Regions from separate parts of the Capra hircus genome. Here region 1 is linked to region 2. The links are chromatin contacts, called in public Hi-C maps. All regions are on one chromosome and are shown on one strand. Each heading gives the region's core, a stretch centred on a gene start, on an enhancer-like site or on the middle of the called end of the contact. The rest is flanking DNA. Distances are from core to core; before and after follow the strand shown.

What was found. Hi-C and Micro-C count contacts between places; a contact is called where the count stands out from the background.
Region 1: a contact with region 2 is called in a Hi-C map of blood, with 3 times the contacts expected there. The contact joins the promoter of ELOVL3 here to the enhancer-like site in region 2. A contact is called at or near these places in 3 of 5 Hi-C or Micro-C datasets (blood and liver).

The regions. Positions count from the first base shown.
Region 1 is chr26:28,807,224-28,813,027 of ARS1.2, reverse strand. ELOVL3 (elongation of very long chain fatty acids protein 3) reads left to right here and starts at 3,523. Exons shown (of 4, transcript XM_005698356.2): 1 at 3,523-3,815; 2 at 4,712-4,843; 3 at 5,495-5,646. The coding sequence starts at 3,715.
Region 2 is chr26:28,689,870-28,695,615 of ARS1.2, reverse strand. It overlaps GBF1 (Golgi-specific brefeldin A-resistance guanine nucleotide exchange factor 1), which reads left to right. Exons shown (of 40, transcript XM_005698364.3): 5 at 1,240-1,358; 6 at 1,896-2,004; 7 at 2,512-2,572; 8 at 3,729-3,783. Among named protein-coding and RNA genes, the nearest start is that of NFKB2, 32 kb to the right of the region's middle. Within about 2 kb of position 3,410, at least 1 of the 5 cell types and tissues checked has an H3K27ac peak or open chromatin away from gene starts, as enhancers often do.

The DNA.
Region 1 (5,804 bases), core at 2,274-4,773, 120 kb before region 2:
TTCCATTATAGCTAAGACATGGGATGCTGGAGCTGAGGAATGATGGGACATTGGCTGGAAAGGAAGAGTCAGGACTAACCTCAGGAATCTGACCTTGCTCCTGAAGAATTTTTTTTTTAAGTATTTATTTATTTGGCTGCATTGGGTCTTGGTTGTGATACAGGCAGTCTTTGTTGTGGCACAGGAGCTTAGTTGCTTCACAGAATGTGGGATCTTAGCTCCTAAACCAGGGATGGAACTCCTGTCCCCCAACATTGGAAGGTGGATTCTTAACCACTGGACCACCAGGAAGGTCTCGAATATTTTGTTCTTAAAGAGGAATGATAGGAGCTAATGTATGTTTTAGAAAGAAGTTTCTGGTAGGTAAAGAATCTGCCTGCCAATGTAAGAGATGCGGATTCGATCCCTGGGTCAGGAAGATTCCCTGGAAAAGGAAATGGCAACCCACTCCAGTATTTTTGCCTGGGAAATCCCATGGACAGAGGAGTCCAGCGGGCTATAATCCATAGGGTCACAAAGAGTTGGACATGAATTTGTGACTAAACAGCAATTTTGGTAGTTAATAAGAGGTAGACATGTTCCTTGCCTTTATGGAGCTCAAGGACTAGTGGGGGAAACAAGTGTTAAACAAGAAATCATAATTATAAGCTCTCATTGAATGAAATGAGTCCCTGTATGGGCCACTCTCTTCTTTGCTTTCCTGGTGGCTCAGATGGTAAAGCATCTGCCTACAATGCAGGAAACCTGGGTTCAATCCCTAGGTTGGGAAGATCCGCTGGAGAAGGAATTGGCAACCCACCCCAGCACCCTTGCCTGGAAAATCCAATGGACAGAGGAGCTCGGTAGGCTATAGTCCATGGGGTCTCAAAAGAGTCGGACATGACTGAGTGACTTCAATTGAAAGAAAGAAATGTCATGCTATGAGAGCAATTTATATGTAACAGGAGTAGCAGACCAACTCCAAAGGTCAGGGAGGGTTTCCCCTAGGAAATAATTTCTGGAGGGTTTTCTTCTGCTGCTCTTACACACACCTCTCACTCAAGTCTTACCATTAAACTTCACAGATAAAGGCAATGTAAAATATTTGAAAGAAACCCAGAACTGAATATTCATATTCTACATGCATTTGTAAACCTACCCAAATGATTCACCCTGACATTCCCTTGTATCTAGTTCCCAGTATCCCTTCTTTGTAAAAAATGTTAAATTTCATTTTATTTATTTACTCATTTATTTTATGTTGGCTGCACTGAGTCTTCATTGTGGTGCACTAGCTTTCTCATTGCAGCACTTGGGCTTAGTTGCCATAAGGTATGTGAGATCTTAGTTCTCTGACTAGGGATCAAACCTCATCCCCTGTGTGGGAAGGCAGATTCTTAACCACTGGACAATGAGGGAAGTCCCCAAAGTATCCTTCCATTGATGTTATCTGACTTGTAGACTGACCCCAACCTTGTGAGGCAGGCAGGCAAGTATGACTCTCAACATTTTATTGATGAAGAATGTGAGTCTCAGGTTAGGTTACTTGCCTAAAATCATGGGACTAGTTAATATGTACAGGCATTTGAATCCAGGTCTTGTAATACATACGTGGATTCTTTTTCAAGAAAATTTTTTTTTAATGATCTCAACAGGTGGTCACACCTATGTTCTTTTTATTATTTTTTTAATTATTTTTTTTGGCTGCATGTGTGGCATGTGGAATCTTAGTTCCTAACCAGCTTGCCCTCCCTGCATTGGGAGTGCAGAGTATTAACCACTGGACTGTCAGGGAAGTCCCTAGATGGAATTATTCTTGCATTGCTCATTCTTTTGTTTGTTCATTAATCCATCAAATATGCACTGATCACCTTCTGAGTGTCAGGCTATGTGTGAAGCAATCCATAACCACAAAAGGTTTTAAGCAGAAAAGTAACATGATCCAATTTAGGTTTTAGAACCTTCTTTTGGATGAGAGGATGGAAGGAAGCGGTTTTCAAAGTATGGTTTGAGGCCACACTGGGTCAGAGGGGTCTTCCAGATGGCGCTAGTGGTAGATAACTCACCTGCTAATGCAGGAGATCTAAGAGATTCGGGTTTGATCCCTGGGTTGTGAAGATCCGCTGGAGGAGGGCATGGCAACCTACTCCAGCATTCTTGCCTGGAGAATCCCATGGACAGAGGAGCCTGGCGGGCTACAGTCCATGGGGTTGGACAGAGTCAGACACGACTGAAGTGACTTAGCATACATGCACGCACTGGGTCAGTGGCTCTGGGGTTGGTGATATGCCAGGTTTGGGTACTGTTTTTTTCTCCTAATGCAATAGAACGTGCTATATTAGAGAAGGAAGTGTCAACTAATTATGAAGAGGTGCTGGCTGTAGTAATCAGGTAAGAGATGACATAAAACAGAGACAAAGGGATGTACTTGGGAGTCATTGAGCTAGCATGGCAGGACTTCCCACTCACCCTTAGCTCAGACAGTAGCTGAGAAGCGAAACTGGAATTCCTGCCTACGTCCTCTGGCTACAGAGCCTGCGGTCTTATTGCACATAGCCATTTATAGCCGCTTCATGATTTTAAATATTTTTCATTAATTTCTCTTAGCATTTGTTTTGCATATCTCCATCGTGTCTCAAACTGCCTTCAAGCCTTGTATTTCCCTCTCATTTTCATAAAGTCTAGGACAGAAATAAGAGACAGATGAGTAAGACCTTAAAATTTTTTAAATGTTTATTTATTTGGGGCTGGGTACACAGGCAAGGAAAAAGTAGATTTGATTAGATAAACATAGACTAGGGAAGAACCACAGGATACTGGGAGATGAGCATCACCTCCTCTTCTATAAACCCCTGGCAGTCTTCAGGAAGCCTGAAGACAATAATCCCAGAAGCCCAGAGGGTGACCCCACTTCCTTCCCAGGGTTATTACTGAGTATCAGGCTGGAGCCGGCAGGAATTCAGGAAGCTGTAAAGAAACAACAGCCTCAACAACCAACTCTCCAAACATCAACACCAACTACCTCGACAATAAAACTCGTTACAATTCATCTCCCTCCCACTTACAACTGCAGACCAGAAGGAAGCCTTCCAGAAGGAAGGGCTCTTTGCTGCCCCTTCCCCTCATCCCCAGCCTTGTTTTCCCAGGGTCTCGGGGAGGCGGGAAACTGACACCCTATCTCCGAATGGGGGCACCAGAGAAACGGGGGACACCTTCATTCTCTCCTCATTGCCAGATAGGTCAGAACTGAAACCAACTGAGGCAAAGGTTATTGTTGGCAGTGCCAGGAGAAGCCTGTCACACCCCAGTAACTCCAAAGCCACAGTGGCTAAACTAAGCACATCAGAGTTGAGGTGTGCGAGAAGATGGGAAGGTGGCGAAGGTCTAAGGTAGTGGGAGGCTTCTGGGGTGCTGTCCTTAAGAATGACCAATCAGAGAGCGGCTTGCAGCCCAGGGGCGGGACTGGGGGTATCTTTGTTGCGATTGGATGAAGGCTGGGAGCAGGGAGGGGGCCGCGGCGCCTAGGACAGCTGCTTTGCAATTTCGCGTTATATACTGCGGTGGCCGCGGCTGTGGAAGCCGGCTGGACTGCAGCGTACGTGCCTGCATCTGAGGCTCTGGCTTGTTGCGGAGTTCCTTGGGTTCTGGATCTAGTCAGTCCTGCCCCCAAGGTTCTCTCCATCCTCCGTCCCCTAGCTTTCGTCCAGCTCCCGGCCTCAGCGTCTGCAAAACGAAATGGTCACAACAGTGAATACCTCAGATGAAATAGAGCAGATGTTCCAGCCCTACAACTTCGAGCTGTTCCGGGACATGAGGCCCTTTTTGGAGGAGTACTGGTGAGACTCGTAGAAGGGGAAGGGCCATGTTAGGGGCCCAACTCTGATGACCGCTATTTGGGGGGATTGGTGGAATGGGGGAGGGCGAGACAGAATGCCCACAGAGATTTTGCTAAGGAGCAAATGTATCGGATTCCCCAGTACTGGCTTCACGTCCCTGTTGTCCAAGGTACAGGTAGTGTGACACCTCAAAGAGGTTAGATCTGGAAGAAAGAAAGGCAGAAATAAGAAGATGGGATGAAGAATTTGGGAGGAGAAAGAAACCAAGCGGGGAAAAGTGTAGTGAGAACTGGTCTCTGAAGAATGGGGTTGATCTGAACTCCTACTCCCACCCACCTTATAGACGACTCTCCATCCTTTGTGGCTGCATGTGTGCGCATGCGTGCATGTGCTGATGCCTGAGGACTGCTCTTCACAGTTATCATCTTATTCCTCAAATGTTCCATCATCCCTGCTGTGGAGAAGGAGGCAAAATCTGGATACTCTTCCAAAATTTCCTCAGACTTTGCCCTAGAGCCCCTCAGAGCTCCAGCCAATTTGCTATGACCAAACAGGCAGAAGCTATTGCCACATTCTTTGTACATCACAGCCTTGGGTTGCTTCTAGAAATGGACCAGCAGCTGTCACCCACTCCCAATCCCAGGAACCTTGGTTATAGCTGCTGCCTTGTGTAAAGTACTTTACATATATTAACACTGTCAGGAGAGGAGTGTTATTCCCCCCTTACAAATAAGGAAACTGACCCTCAGAGAAGGAAGTAGGTTTTCCAGTGTCACACAGCTAGTAAGTGGCAGAAGTAGGATCCCACTCCAGAGCACTGACCTGGAGATATGAGTGGGCATTCCTATAACCAGCTCCCACCCATAAGCCCATCCGCTCTGCCTTCTGCCTGCCAGGGCAACCTCATTCGCCATAGTTCTGATCTACCTGTTGCTCATCTTCGTGGGGCAAAACTACATGAAGTCACGGAAGGGCTTCAACCTGCAGAGACCTCTCATCCTTTGGTCCTTCTGCCTTGCAGTCTTCAGGTAAGACTTTCCCCACTCCAACCTATCTTATAGACCCTAGACCCTCATTCTATCCCTAAAAGCTCTCTAAAAACCTCAATTGCATCAACTGCCCAAGATGCCCCCTAACTCTCTCCTTATTCTGTTCTCTCAGCTCTGACTCCTCTCCCCAGGTTCCACTCACCTGTTTTCCTTCTTCTCCAGTTCCTAGACTAGTAGTCTCTCCTCTCTCTCATGAGACCTCTTGTGCTCATTGAGTCTGGATAATTCCAACAATTTCCCCAGCCTCTAATACTCTCTGCATCTAACACTCTCTCCCAAGACCTTCCATTAACTTCCCTAGCCCCTTCTTCCCATATTCCCCCCAGACTCCTTTGATCACCCCTATCCTGCCACCTGTCTCCTTCCAGGCTCCTACCCATCCTATGAACCCTACTCCCTAGTTCAGTTTTCAGTCTCAGCCTCTAGCACTCCCTGGTCCCTCTCCAGCCCTCATGTCTTCTATCTTCTAGATTACTGGTTGGCTTTACCAAGTTGGCCTTGGGATCTCAGAAGCTGTGACCCCTTTGGAAGGGTGGGGAGGTGGTGGAACTTGGATCAGTGACTTGACCAGGCCAAGGGTTAAGGTGCCTGGGAATGACCCTTACACCCTTTTCCTCTGTTCCATTTCAGTATCTTCGGGACACTGAGGATGTGGGGCTACATGGGGACCCTGCTACTTAGGGGGAGCCCAAAGCAAACTATATGCTTCTCCTCCTTCATCAACAGTCCCATAATCCAATTCTGGTCCTTCCTGTTTGTTCTCAGCAAGGTCGTTGAACTTGGTGAGTGGCAAGGCTTTGTCTCTCTGGTGTCCAGTCAGTTGCATCCCTCCTTAAGCCCTCCCCTTTACCCATCACATGGAGAGTTCCTTCCCCACCCCTGGGTCCTAAAAACATCTCTCACCCAAGCCCCTCTTCAGATTCTCTGCCATAAAGACCCC
Region 2 (5,746 bases), core at 2,161-4,660:
AAGAGAAAAATGAAAACCAATCACAGTTGATGAAAGTGTTCTGGCTCATTGTTACAAGAGAAATGTTCTGGTTTATCAGCCATCCCCAGAGCTTCAAATTTAGGAACTCCATTATTTTCAGGTACAAGGAAAGAGAATGGAGAATTTCTTCTAATTCCTACACTTTAAAACTAGGAGGTTCTCTTACCTTACACCATGTCACCTCTGGAGCATTTTTCTCTGTCACTCACAAAGTTTTTGTCATATCCCCAACTTTTTTTTCCTATTTGTACCCCCTAAGAACAATCCAGGCTGTTCTGGAGGACCTTTGTAAGCCTCGATGGAGGTCACTTCTTTGTCTACTCCTTATGGGTATTTAAATCATGAATGGGAGCAGTTTCCTCCTTGGCAACATTTGTGTTAGCTTCTACCCCAGTGCTGGTTGTCAGAGCTGACATCTCCCTTCATATTCACAGTTTAAGGTCTTCCTCTCTCCTGCTTCTCAGTTAGCTAGCCTCCAGCCCTCTTCAGTTTGTCCCCTGTCACTCCTTAATCTTTATTTAAGGATATTTGTCCATGACATACTGTTAAGCATGAAACCAAAGCGGGAAGTGCTCTCTGATTTGCTATAATGGGCACCCAGATCTGCATATTGGCAGCAGTGACTGTCCATTTTTTCCCTCTACTTCCCTACCTCAGTTGCACCAGAATATTGCATTCCAAAAGCAATCAGATAGAGAGATGTGTTGAAAGAGAACACATGAAAAGAGAAAGCCTTCAACCTTGACATTCAAAGCTCTGGCCCTCCCAGGCTCTTGCTCTGGGCCAAAACCTCAAACTTCCAGGTCCTTCCTCTATCAAGTGAGTAGCTTTACATCAGTGATTCCCAAGTGTGGTCCCCTGACCAGCAGCATTAACTTTACCTGGACTCTTGTTAGAATTGCAGATTCTTAGGCCCCATGCTAGACCTACTAAATCAAAAATTTGGGGTGTGGGCCAGCAATTTTTATTTTTTACAAGCTCTCCAGATGATTCTGATATGTGATTGAGAACCACTTTTACACAGTAGCGTTTGTGCTGAGACAGGCACAACATATATCAGCCAGTTACAGGCAAAAACTCTCAGGTAATTCAAGGAGCCATGGGTTAGAGAATTGAAGAGGAGAAAACTAAAGTCTCTCAAAATAGACCCTACACAGGATGTCTTGACTTTCTGTCTCTCCTCTTCATATCCTTTCTTTTTTTTCTTTGCTGGAGCAGATCCCACCCATGAGGGCACAGCAGAGGGCATGGAGAACATGGCAGATGCTGTCACCCATGCCCGTTTTGTGGGCACAGATCCTGCCAGCGATGAGGTTGTCCTGATGAAAATCCTTCAGGTAAATGGAAGGGAACAGCAATTAGGCTAATGGCCAGGAGCTGGTGCCTCCGGCTCTACTTACCAGAGCCTGCCAGCAATGTGAAGCTGTGCTTTGACTCCACGGAGGCTTAGAGAGCTACTTTGTTTCCAAACAAGCTGCTCCGTATCCAAAGTAAAAGCTTTTTCTAAGGAAAATAATTAAAAAGCTTTAAATTTGATATTGATATCAAATAACCGGAACCCTTAATACACTTGTACCTCTGGCAGACTGTATCTGTGCCATCCATCTGTTGGGTTTGTGGGCGAGGGCAGAAATGAGTGCTGAACTATGTCGAGGTCATAGAACGTAAAGACACAGCTCCTAAGATAAGCTCCTGAGACTCGACCACCAGCACCAAGTCGAAGCAAGGTCGGTATTGTTGCTAACCTCTTTCTCACTCCTGAGTGCTTCCATAGGAGACTAGAGAAACAGGAGGCATTTTCTCTCCCCTCATGTACGCCCTTCTTTACCCAGCCTGCCTTGTTTATCATAGTGTCTCCTTTTTCTTCTTGGTAGGTACTGCGGACTCTGTTGCTGACCCCAGTAGGTGCCCACCTAACCAATGAATCTGTGTGTGAGATTATGCAGTCTTGCTTCCGGATCTGCTTTGAAATGAGGCTCAGTGGTAGGTGCTTGAATACTGGGCCTGTCATCATTCCTAGGGGCAGTATCTGTGAGTATGAATATAGATGCTGTCTCTGAACCCGAGAGAGAGAGAAAACTCATGGCTTCTCCATCACCTACCTTGTGGAGCCATAGGGATTTTGAAGTCTCTGTACTTGACAATTTGTTGTGTGGCTAGAAGAGACTTTAACTCTTTGTGCCAGGGCAGGAATTGGGCTAGATCGCAGACTGACTCAGCCCAGGACCAGATCTCCTTCCCTCGAGGTTTCTGGGATTGACACCGGCCTACCACCCCTGAGAACATATCCTTGTGCCTTTTTTTCCTGACTCAGTAGTGCCATCTAGTGGGTCAGTGAAGTTAAGGCTGCCAGGCTGAGCTGGAGCTGGTTTTAATAAGTTTGGTATAATCCTTAGTAAACAAGGTTTGGAGGGGAGTCTGCTCTGAGAAGCCTCCTGATAATAGCACGGCAAGTAATGACACCTGTGTTATTTGTTTTTGCCTGTGCAGAGTTATTGAGAAAATCCGCAGAGCACACTCTCGTAGACATGGTGCAGCTGCTCTTCACAAGGTAAACCTGCTGCTGTTTGCTTCAGCCCGGCTGCCCAGGCCTCTTGAGCCTGCCTGCTTCCACACAGCCACTTCAGGGACCTGGCCAACCCCACAGCCACATCAGAGGCTACTGAGATTGTGGATGGGAGTAATTCTCTGGGCCCAGGGTTACCAGGCAAGGGAGAAGGAGGAGGGAGATGGCTTGGCCTCAGAGGAAAGCAGAGAGTTATTTGATCTAGGCTGACAGAACTTCTGCCTCCCAAACTTGTGTCAGTTTCTGTGCAGGTAGCAGCTGGGAAAGGAAACCCAGAGGAAACCAAACTCAAGGGAGCCTGGAGCAGGTTGCTGAGCTCCCAGAGCTCAGTCCAGTTTCTGTGAGGAAGAACCAGGGCTAGGGCAACCAGCAATCCTGGTTTGCCTGACTGTCCCCATTTGAACACTGAAAGTCCCGTATCCTTGCAATCCAAAACCATTGGTTACCCTCATCAAGGCCCTCAACTTAGCCCTGAGGCAAGCGCTTTACAGCTTCCCCTAAAGGATATTGATGATGGAGGAGGTTATGCATGTAGGGGAGCAAGGGTTATATGGGAAATCAGTGTACTGTGAACTAAGATTGTTTTTTTAAATAGTCTACTAAAACGCGCACACACACTTCCACCTGGGATTTGTTTTTGCTCTCAAATCTGTAAATAATAATCTTTATTACCCACAGACTAGATTTGCCTCTGAACCCTGCTGCTAATTGTTTCCTACTTCGCAGGTTCAAATTTACTGGTTTCAAAACTTCATTTGCCTTTCACTTTGACCCTATGCCCAGTCTCCTGGGGTTTTAATAGACTGCCCTCTCCCCATATCATGCCTTTCAGCAATATCTGCCAGGGGAATACAGCAGGAGAGTATCAGTTTAAAGATGAAAAGAGCCTCTGCACTCCAGAGGTACTTAGTCACCTTTCCCTCATGACAGCTACCTTATTTTTTAGAACATGTCTGTGTTCCATGTTTCTCAATTTCTGTGCCCCTTCGATGAAGCTCTGAAAAGGGTGAAACTAGCCTGTTTCTTTTTCTAGCTTTTTCTAAGAGACTCTGACCTAGAGCATCTTCGGGCTGTGGCTGGCATGAAGGGGAATATTTGTTGTTATCCCTAATTAAGTCCATGGGATTTTCTTATCTTACAGGTTACCTCAGTTTAAAGAAGAACCCAAGAACTATATGGGGACCAACATGAAAAAGGTATGATCTGCTATCCCTCACCCAGACTTCAATCTCCCAGCTTCTGTGCTGTTGGGATTTTCCTGGATACCCTTGCTTAGCAAAAGTATGCTTTTGCCTAGACAGGTTTGCTTGGAATCTAGAAATAGTTATCACTCATTTACCAAGAGATTTTCCAGGTACCTCTTTCCCAAGTACCTCTCCTTCCCCAGCCTTTCCTTTCTAGCCTGTCTTTGTTGACTCACCATGTAAGCTGGTGAGCCAGTCCTTCATAGAATCTGGGTGAGGCCCATCAAGCTGGGCCAAAAATGTATGCTGCTAAAGGCGACAGTCCTGCCATCCACTCAGGGCCCAGTCAGCAGGTAGGAGGCCTAGGGAGGCTATACCTAAAATCCTCTGATGCTGGAATAGACTGGGCTCATGCTTGGGCTAGCCTCTGACAAGATAAATCAAGTCTGACTCCAGATCAGAAGGTTCTCAAACTGCTAGAAGAATGGTGTTCAGAAGAATGGCCTCTTTCTGTCTTAAACTGAAGCCCTGGACTTCACAGGCCTCTGATGAGGATTCTGCTTGCAGCCCTACAAGCTTCTGCCCTTGAAGCTGACCCTTGGCTATTTGGTGCATGAACCTGACCTTCCCATTTCCCCTGCCATCCATCCCCATCCTGCCCTGTGCCCTGTTGGCTTGTGTCTGAGTTTATTTCACTCTGTTTAAATCGTTCGTTTGCCTGTCTTTCACAGATTTCTCCATGTCTCCTCAGCAAACTGGAGCTAAGTAGTGGGGAGCAGACCAAAGCCCTGAACCAGTTAGAGAGGGTACTACTCTTTAAGAACCTCAAGGTCTCTCTCCCTCTCCCTCTCCTTACCCCCTTTTAATTTATTTATTTAAATGTTTATTTTTTATATGCAACATCTGGGTCCCGTTGTCCTCTGTGTAGAGCACAATTTACCCCTCCCTAGTAATATCTCATGGCTTTGGAAGAGCTGCATGTGTTTTTAACTTTGCAGTGTTGGGAATTTTCATGGGGCATCTGGCTGCCTGAAGGCAGAAGGAAGCCTTGAACTGGTAACACATTGTGTAGTGAACCTAGATAGAGAGCCTGGGTCCTGCTGACATCTTGTGAGGAGGCTTAATATCTACCATTTCTAGGGGAACTATGAGGGACCATCAAACAAGACCCTTCACTTTTCTACCCTCTCTCTGTCTTAGAGCTGGCATTAAAAAGCTTAAGCACAGTCCTTGATTCTAGCTAGATAATTGAACTTGGTTTTGAGGGAAAGGGTAGTCTGTCTGGTTGAGGTCTTTTTTTTCTTGGTTACCATTAAAGGAGTCATTCTAAGATTTAGGACTCTAGATGGATGAAAAGGAGCCAGGTCCCAGGTTAGCCCAGGACACTGGAAATACTTTGTGATCTGCCAGGGAGCCCTCTGTCCTTGAGAAGTAGGGGAACTTAGAAGAGGTGCAAGCTAAAGATTACTCTAATCCCCGTATCCCTGCTTTAGGAAGGAGAAGGAGAGAAGGCAGTATCTAAGCTATCCCAAGAGTGTGTATGCTAGAGGTGTAGCTGTGGATATCCAGGTCATTGAAGATGGACTGTGTGTGCACTTGGCAGTCCACAGGCCTGTGCTCTGTCTGCCTCGTCTCAAAATTTCATTTGTGTGCTTGCCTAGTCTCAAGTTGCAGCTCTCTTCAGTGGCTACCCTGTGCTTTGCCATGTTTATTAAGCTGGAACCTGCCCCCCCCCTTTTTTAAATAAAGCTTATATTGTCTGTTGGAAGTAGAATTATATGGAAAAGGAGATGAAGAGTTTCATGAACTGTACACCCCAGGCCCCACCTTAGGATCTTATAACAGGGAGCACAGCTATACTTTTAAAAGACTGAGACACTTGTAAGAACTGGCAGCCTCTCAATTCTTACTCCAGCCAAGAGGCAGAGAACACTCACTGAAATGATCAGGTTAAAGCTGAAACACTCACTGGAAT